3 separate regions of the Sus scrofa genome follow, and all the other regions are linked to region 1. Evidence: chromatin contacts called from public Hi-C and HiChIP or PLAC-seq data. All regions are on one chromosome and are shown on one strand. The core of a region is the stretch at or near the end of the contact, and the rest is flanking DNA. Distances in the headings are between cores, read along the strand shown.

Region 1 (2,900 bases), core at 367-2,866:
GCACCTTACATATTTATATGATTATAATAGTAATATGTTAACTTATTATACATGCTAGTCACTTCCTTGCTTAAATGCCTTCTGTGGTTTCTCAGTGTCTGCAGAATAGAGTCGCCTGCCTTACCTGCCCATAACCCAGTCCTTGCCTCTCTCTCTAATCTCATTGCCTGCCTCTCCATCTCTCATCCCAGTGTCTTTGATATACCAAAGCACTCCAAGCCTTCCAGACAGTGGGACTACTGCACATCCTCTCCCTCGATGGTATGTGCTTTCCAGCTCTACTTTCCAGTAAATACCTGCACCTTCTCCCTAAGATGTGCAGAGTATCTTTTATTTTCCCTTTTAGATCTATACTCCAGCTTTCTCCATTTGCTCTGTGCCCAGGAGGTTGGCCCATGGAGATGGCATTAGTGGATTCTTCACCAATCAGGAGCTTCAGAAGGAGAGAGGGAATGAGTTCCTCGTTGTAAGTCCTCTGGACCTGGCCATGACCCTTGCTGCTCCTCTTAAGGTGGTTGGCTCTGCAGGACTCTCACTCCCCTTGTGGCAAATGTTTGGCAACTACTAAGCTCCTGTTTCTCCCTTGTGATTCTTCCACATCTGTAGCTTTGCAGATAAGCCCTCCTCTGAATACACTAAGTGGATGGGCCATTGAGACCCTGACTGGTACACACTGACCCAGCGCAAACTCCAGGGAGCCCTTTGCAGGCACCTACCTGTTACATCACAGTGCTGTCTGTCTGCTTCCTTCTCTGCCCCACCAGATTGCTTCATTTCACTTTGTTTTAAGTTGCCCACCCACATTTAGTGATCAGCCACTGCACCCTGGGCTGTGGTCTAGAATTTGCAGATTCTGGTTAATAGATGATCATTCCCGACCTTGAAGATGCCCTCTCTCTAGTGCCGGAGATAAGGCCTGGGCCCTGTTTGTAGCTCTGCACCCAGGACAAGTTCAGAGTCTGCTCATGTTCAAATCCCAGCTCTAGCACTGACGAGCAGTGTGATCTAAACAAGTTCACCTCTCAGAGCCGCAGTTTCCTCATCCATAAATGGAAATAACAGCAGCTACCTCAGAGAGTGCTTGTAAGGAATAACGAAGCACTCCGTAAGTGTCCTTATTATTATTACAGCAGGTGCTTAGTTAGTACACATTAAATGATGACTGAATTCATTATCTCATTTGAGCTCTACAGCAAACCTTCTTCCATCCTTCCCTGCTATATGAATTCCAAAGAGACAGCAAGGGAATTCTTTTTTCCTATTTCACAGAAGAAGGAATTGGGAGTGAGTGAATGAAGGAAGGAATAGCTAATCCACTCTGGGAGGAAGGATTCCCCACTTCCTCTCAGAGGCTATAGCTCGGCTGTTTGTCTGAAGAGCCTGGAGCCCTGTGCCCGGGAGAAGTGATCCTGGCTTTCTCTCCAGCTTTCCAGCTCTGGGGGACGGTGCCAAGGGCTCACCTCGGTTCAGTTTCTGTCTAACCCAGTCTGGGTGCAGGTACTTCTGGACTTTGTAAACACTGGGCCTCTGGGCTCTGCCCCAGAAGCCCCCAGCTTCCCAGAACTGGTGGCCCCAGTTCCTGTTCAGCTGCTGCTTTTTCTGTAAGGCCCCTGCAAGCCTCACTGCCCCTTCTGGTAAGTGCAGGAGCCAGGAGGGAGGTTCCACTTTCACATTCGCTACCACACCCACAGGAGGGAGATTTCTCAGTGTGGAGGGGAAATTTCCTTTCTCTTTAGGCCTAACCTCAAGCTCGTCATTTTTTTCTGGACGTGCTTAATTTTCTACTGAGGCTCAGGGCTCTCCCCCCTGCCCACAGCCTCCCTAGATCACAACTTGACTCTGCTGCAGAGATAAGAGAGAACTGTCACCCTGCTGAGCCCCTGCCACAGGCCTGTCCTGGGCTCCAGGGTGCTTTCCATGCCTCCTGATGTGCGCCTTCCCTTGCCCCTATTTTACAGACGTGGGGACTGAGGCTCAGGGCGATGGAATGGCTAGTGTTGGAATGTTCATGTGGGACAACCTGCCCCTTAGAACTTTAGAAGCAGTTGGATGTGGCCACAGAAAGGGAGTCCCCAAATGGAATTAATCTTGGCTGCTCTATCATGTGCTCAGCACTGTTACTTTGCTTCCTGTAATCTGCATGTTTATTTGTGTCCATATTTGTCTCTCCTACTTGACCGTCCCTCCTGAAGGGCAGAGAAGGTGACTCACTCCTGTTGTCCCTGGCCCTGGTGGACACCCTAAGGCAGGAAGGATCTTCTGGTCTGAGATGTGAAAGCAAAGCCAGTGTGTCTGGTGGTGGAGAGTTAGTGGAGGGGAAATACAGGGCAAGGCTGGAGAAAAAAGCAAGACCAGATCACAGAGGACCCTGTAGGCCATGGTGAGGGATCTGCGTTTAATTTTAAGGGCAAAAGGAAGCCACTTAAGGCTTTTGAACAGGGTCCTTACATGTTACAACCAAGTAATCTGGCTGTAGTGTGGAGAACAGATTGGAAAGTAACCGTTGAAGCTCAGTGAGGAGCTGTCCCAGGAGATCAGGCATGAAATGGGGGGGGGGGGGTCTCTCCAGGTCAGGGCTTCTCAGACTGGAAGACCCGTTAAAAGTACAGTTTGCTGGCCTCACCCTAGAGTTTCAGATTCAGTAGATCTGGTTGGGGGTGAGGTGATGCTGAGAATTTGTATTTCTACCAAGGTCCCTCGTGATGTAGATGGTACTTGTCCCCGAGGACCGCTGGGGCTTTGGAAAGAGGAAAAAAAGGATGAGTTAAGAGACAGTCTTGGAGTTCCCGTCATGGCGCAGGGGAAATAAATCTGACTAGGAACCATGAGGTTGTGGGTTCAATCCCTGGCTTCACTCAGTGGATTAAGCACCTGGCATTGCCGTGAGCTGTGGTGTAGGT
Region 2 (2,700 bases), core at 183-2,682, 150 kb before region 1:
TCTCCCTGCCCTGTAGCATGTCTAAAGCTTCATTTTCATAGTCCATCTTAAATTTGTTGTATACATATCTGTTTTCTTGGTAGATCCTACAATCCTTGAAAATAGGTCCTTTAAATGTAGCCTGCTCTTTCAAACAAAGCAATACCCAAAAGTTTAGTACAGCAATAACACATACTCTGGGCATTTCTTATCCAACTCCTTGTTGTTCCCAAGGCCTTTGGATCTCCTGGGTGTTGGTATCTATGTTTTAGTATTTCTTCCAGTTCTTCTTGATAAAGATGTTATTCTTTCAACTGCCAGTCTTGTCCCCACCCAATTCCATCCAGTCATTTGAACTGCAGCTTTTGCCTTGGGTCCACGGAACTCTCAATGGTTCAGTCCCTTTCTCACCCCTTAGCCCCACAGTGGAAAGGAGTTCAGGAAGGTTCTAGGTCATAGGTGCTCAGAAAATATTTAATGAAGGAGTTTTTAAAAGAAAGAAAGACCCATGAGATCCTGTTGTACCTAATCATTTGTGATGGAACATGATGGAGGATAATGTGAGAATAAGAATGTGTATGTGTATATATATATGTGTGTGTGTGTGTGTATGTATGCATATATATATGTATAACTGGGTCACTTTGCTCTACAGCAGAAACTGACAGAACATTGTAAACCACCTGTAATAAAAAAATTTTAAAAAGAAAAAAAAGAACTCACTTGATCAAAGTTGTTGGGTTTTTGTTTGTTTTTAACCAAGTACTAAAACCTAGAAGCAAATCCCAATCCTGGTCCTTTTGGGAAGCTGTATTAGAGATAGAAAGGAAGACAATGAATCAGAATTCTTTAATGTAGGTCTGAAGATATGTTTCTAGTTTCTCTATTTCTCCTTGAACTAAGCATAAGCCAAGAATTGTGCAGCCATCAGAACCTGGAAAAGATGAGTTAGAGTTTCCCTATCTATCTATCTATCTATCTATCTATCTATCTATCTATCTATATTGATACCAATGTCCTTATAGATAAGGAATCTGAGGTTCAGCAAAGTGAAGGGGCAGCCTTAAGTCACAATAGAGTAGCTGAGATTCTATCCCGATTGGGTCTTTGGATTTTCTGCCCCTGTACCCACACTCCCTGGCCTGTGATGGATTCAAATGATGAATGAGGAGGTCCTGTCATGGACTTCCAGCCAACCTGGTTGCAGACACCCCCAGCTTATCAGTCTGACCTTTGGTTTTTCATGGCAAACCCCTGTGTGGAGGAAGCTGCCAACAGGCGGCCAAGGCTCTGTATTGTCCTTATTTAGAATTGCTTTCACTTAAACTGGCTGTACTGTTGCAAAACATGTTTATTTGGTTTCCTCTCCCTCCTGGCTGCTTGACTAGTGTGAGCCCAGAGGACAGCAGCTCCAGCCATCAGACCTAGGCCAGGCAGGGCAGGGCCAGGAGGAAAACATGAGACTCCAGAGAGAGGGCATAGGAGGGCTTAATTTCCCTTCCCAAGTTGTGTGCCAGACAGGATGGACACCCTCTCTTTGGGGCATTGCTGTGGGTCCTGGAGAAAGTGGACCATTCAAAATGCACCCCTGCTGAGACCGATCTCAACTTAGAGTACAAAGAGCTTTACTTTCTTGAAGTCCACACAGTAACAATGTTTTACTTAGTTTAATTAGTTTTAGTATTAACTAATGATAATGATAGTTCTAATAATATAGCAACTTCCTTTTCTTAAATACTTACTATCAACCAAGCAACCTATTTAATCTCATGTAGTTTATTTTGTTTAATATTTAGGATAACCACATTAGATATGTACATTTAATAAAGTTGCTTACTAGACAAGGAAAGTAAGACTGAGAGAAGTCAAAGTCATTTGACTGGTTGGCCACAGGAATGGAGATTTGAAGCCAGATCTGTCTGTGTCTACAGTGTGTAGGGTGTGTTCTCTTATGCAACACCCTTCTTTAGGAACCCCCTTTGTTAGAAGAGTGAGGGTCACAGAACACAGTGACTGGCTGTGTCCCAGCAGAGCTCATTTTCCAGAATTCCCAAACAATGTCCTTGGCAACAGGTTACCCCAGTATAAACCATAATTTTATTTTATTTTATATTTAAGTAAATTTTATTGGTATACAGCTGACTTAGAAAGTCATGTTAGTTTCAGGTGTACAGCAAAGAGAATCAGTCATACATGTACAAATGTCCATTCCTTTTCAGATTCTTTTCCCATATAGGTTATTACACAGTATTGAGTAGGTGACCCCATGCTATACAGGAGGTCCTTGTTACCTATCTGTTTTATATATAGCAGTGTGTATACGTTCGGCCCAATCCTCTAATTTATCCTTCCCTGCCAGTTTGTAAACTGTAATTTTTAAAGGAAGAATTCAAGATTTCCCACTTACTGCCATTTGAAAGGCTTGTTCTCCCCTCCTCTCATCTGTTTAAATCCCATTTTCAAGATGTTATGGTCTTTGGGACCAGTGCATTTCTTCCATGGGCATTTCTGGGAATAAGCTGGCAGTGAGAGAAGAGAGAAAGCTCCAGAGCTGAAAGAAGGCACCTGCCAAGTTCCTTGTGAGAGCTTTAAATGGAGAACATCTTATGAGACATGTCTGCTGGAGGCATCTCACAGAATCTCTTCACTCTTTGGGGGAGTATCCCCATTTTATGGCGAATAAATTGAAGTTCAGAGGCAAGATGTCATTTGTCCCTAGCA
Region 3 (2,700 bases), core at 27-2,526, 240 kb before region 1:
TCTGCAGCTGACCCAGGGCTTACTCCAGCTCTGGGTTGTGGACCCATCACTTGGCTAAACAGGAAAGAACCCACTCTTCAGAAGAACCCCACCCCCTCCCTGGATAGAAAGTAGAGCTTTGCCAGTAGACAGTTAACTCCACTGCTGCTGGACCACAGATGAATCCCTGGTGCCAGCACAGTTTCTGGCACAGAGCACGAACTCACCAAGTCTCTGGGACTCAGCGGATACCTTTATAACCTACCTTTAGGTAAATAATAAAAGGTACAAATTTGCTGTGTATCCAATGCTCCACTAACCACCTTGCTTACATTTCTAATCCACTTTTTATCCTGATACCAACCCTGGATGATAATTACCGTTACATCCCCATCTTACTGATGCAGAAAATGAGTTCTAGACGGGTAAAGCAACTCGCTCTAATGTCGTACAACTAGCGAGTCACAGAGGTGACAGCAATCTCATTCCCTCTGGTCCAGCATCCCTACCTGTCCTTAGAACGCTCTACTGCCTGTTACCCTCCATTTTATTAAACGCCTATTTGCCAAGGGCTCTGCTAGGTGTCCCTGCCTACTTTGGCTACAACTGGCTAACTCAGGACACCTGCCACCTGTAGAGACTGACCCACTCCTACCTAGGCTCCTACCTACTTCTCTCTGGCCCCCTACCCATTTCTAGACCATACGACCAAGACATCCATTGGGAAGAGAATCAGACCCAGGGGATCAGGGTGTTACATTCGCCCTGCACCGTTCACACACAGCTCCCAGTTCATGTTTCTGTAAGAAACAGATCCTAATTAAATAGTTCAGGTTCACCGTGTTTCCCATTACTATCGTTTTCAGCGATCGCTTTATGATTGTTTCCACACCTGGGCTCTGAAAGCAGGGAAGCAGAGAAGTTCAAACCCTCGGGCAGCTACCCTGAAACTTGACCCCGTGAGTTATAAAAACTCTGCCAGAGGATTTTCTGCAACTCAGATTCTTTGTCGATCCCTCTGTGCCCTTTGTTCCTGGGTCATGAGTCCTCGCTGCTGTGTCCTAGATGCCAAACTGTGTTCCAGTTCCTCTTGGCCTCAAAAAATAAAGTAACTGCAAAATGGAAAACATTATTCCTTTTTCTGTTTTTTTTTTAAAAAAAAGGATTAGGATCCTTGTGCATGTCTGGCGCTTTCATACATTTGTTCATCTCTTCTGACTGAAATTCAATCAAGCTGATAAACCTATCAGCATTTTATACCTCAGACGGATGGGGGAATTTACCCCAAGTGACACAAAGAGTAAACAAGAGCAGCACCTGGACTTGAACCCTGGCCTCTTAAGGCACGTTTAGGGCTCTTTCCACACACCAGCTTAAAAATGAAAACAGAATCCTTCAACCACTTCTTCAACAACAACAACAAAAGCAGCAACAATAGCATTTATTAAGCTATGCTCTGCCAGTCACCCACCTGATTCTGTAATTTTCACTTCGTCCTCGTGACAACCCTGTGAGGTAGGCACTATGAGCCCATTTTCCAGGTAAGGGGATTGAGGTTCTCCGCAATAAAGCTATTTAAGGCCACAGAGCACAAAATCAGAGAAGCTGGGGCTCCAGGCTAGGACAGTGGGGCTCCGGAGCCTGATTTATGAGTGGTGATGGTCAGAAGGTTGGTCCCAGCTCATTCATTTCAGGCGGAGATCAATTCTCTAAAAGGAAAAACAACTGATGGGGATCTGGGGAGGCAGGTCAGACCGAGAAAGAAGGACATGGACTGGGGAGGCCAAGAGAAAGAAAAGCTACAGAGAGAAATTCAAGCGGCCTGCACACATGTCCAGAGCCTTACCTAACTTCTCAGTCGACTGAAGGCTCCGAAGGGCAGGAACGGCCTCCCGGCCAAGTCCCCAGCACGGACTGGACTGGTTTTTAGCCCCTGTTCATGATCAAAAGACTGCTCTTGTGATAAATATTTACGTGGTTCATTAAATGATAGCCTGTCCAAATATTATTAGAAATGTGCCACAGGAAACCACAGGCTTCACGGCTGAGTCTTCAACAAATGTGCAAGCTGATCAGAGGAAGCGTGAGAAAAGGGAAGAGGGTCCCAGAGAGGCAGGTCTCTGCAAAACTATTCACGGGATCCTAAGGAGAGATCCTGCTGCAGAGACGGCGCTGAAAACCAATCTCCAGGGGCTGTTCTGCTATATTCTCCTCCTCTTTTCCTCGAAATGACCAAATAGCAATAACATTGTTTCCTAAGCCTATAACCCTCCCGAGTGAATGAGCTTACCTGCAGTCCTATTTCCGAAAGAGCCACTCCTCCAGGACTGTCGGGACAGCGTCTCGGGGATCTGGGAGGAAGCTCAATATCCTCTCTCTGCTTTGATCTCTGGCTTTGGCTGGGAACCCAGGTACACGCGTCCCACACAATTCATTTACTTAGTTATACTGCAGTCAGGGGGTTGGGAAGTTTGGGAAGAAAAAGATAAAAGCAATGAGTATGCTGGTCCACTTCAGTCTCCTTAACAACAAGAATTAAATACCACTTTAAACAACTCCCACATGTTGTAAGATGGAAAGAAAGTTTGGGAAGGGAAGGAAGGAGATAATCTGGCAATAACCTGGTTCTCCATTGGCTTTTCCAAAAAATACACATTGGAGGAAAAGTACAGGTACTTGACAGGTACTTCTCTTAAAGTTAAAGGCTGTCTCCTGAGGCTG

The links. Hi-C and Micro-C count contacts between places; a contact is called where the count stands out from the background. HiChIP or PLAC-seq counts read pairs in DNA pulled down with a chosen protein or histone mark.
Region 2: an H3K27ac HiChIP or PLAC-seq map of alveolar macrophages shows a contact between it and region 1. The contact joins two enhancer-like sites. A contact is called at or near these places in 2 of 47 Hi-C or Micro-C datasets (liver and skeletal muscle) and 2 of 2 datasets of contacts at active chromatin or transcription factors (alveolar macrophages and skeletal muscle).
Region 3: a Hi-C map of liver shows a contact between it and region 1, with 5 times the contacts expected there. The contact joins two enhancer-like sites. A contact is called at or near these places in 4 of 47 Hi-C or Micro-C datasets (liver and skeletal muscle) and 1 of 2 datasets of contacts at active chromatin or transcription factors (alveolar macrophages).

The regions. Positions count from the first base shown.
Region 1 is chr6:153,432,730-153,435,629 of Sscrofa11.1, forward strand. No RefSeq gene overlaps it. Among named protein-coding and RNA genes, the nearest start is that of FGGY, 220 kb to the left of the region's middle. Within about 2 kb of position 1,617, at least 34 of the 83 cell types and tissues checked have an H3K27ac peak or open chromatin away from gene starts, as enhancers often do. A contact at or near this core is called in alveolar macrophages and liver, where this site is marked.
Region 2 is chr6:153,282,004-153,284,703 of Sscrofa11.1, forward strand. All of the region lies in intron 2 of LOC102165506 (a long non-coding RNA gene), which reads left to right. Among named protein-coding and RNA genes, the nearest start is that of FGGY, 70 kb to the left of the region's middle. Within about 2 kb of position 1,433, at least 13 of the 83 cell types and tissues checked have an H3K27ac peak or open chromatin away from gene starts, as enhancers often do. A contact at or near this core is called in alveolar macrophages and liver, where this site is marked.
Region 3 is chr6:153,195,330-153,198,029 of Sscrofa11.1, forward strand. It overlaps FGGY (FGGY carbohydrate kinase domain-containing protein), which reads right to left. Exons shown (of 16, transcript XM_021097811.1): 2 at 2,270-2,427. Among named protein-coding and RNA genes, the nearest start is that of FGGY, 16 kb to the right of the region's middle. Within about 2 kb of position 1,277, at least 8 of the 83 cell types and tissues checked have an H3K27ac peak or open chromatin away from gene starts, as enhancers often do. A contact at or near this core is called in liver, where this site is marked.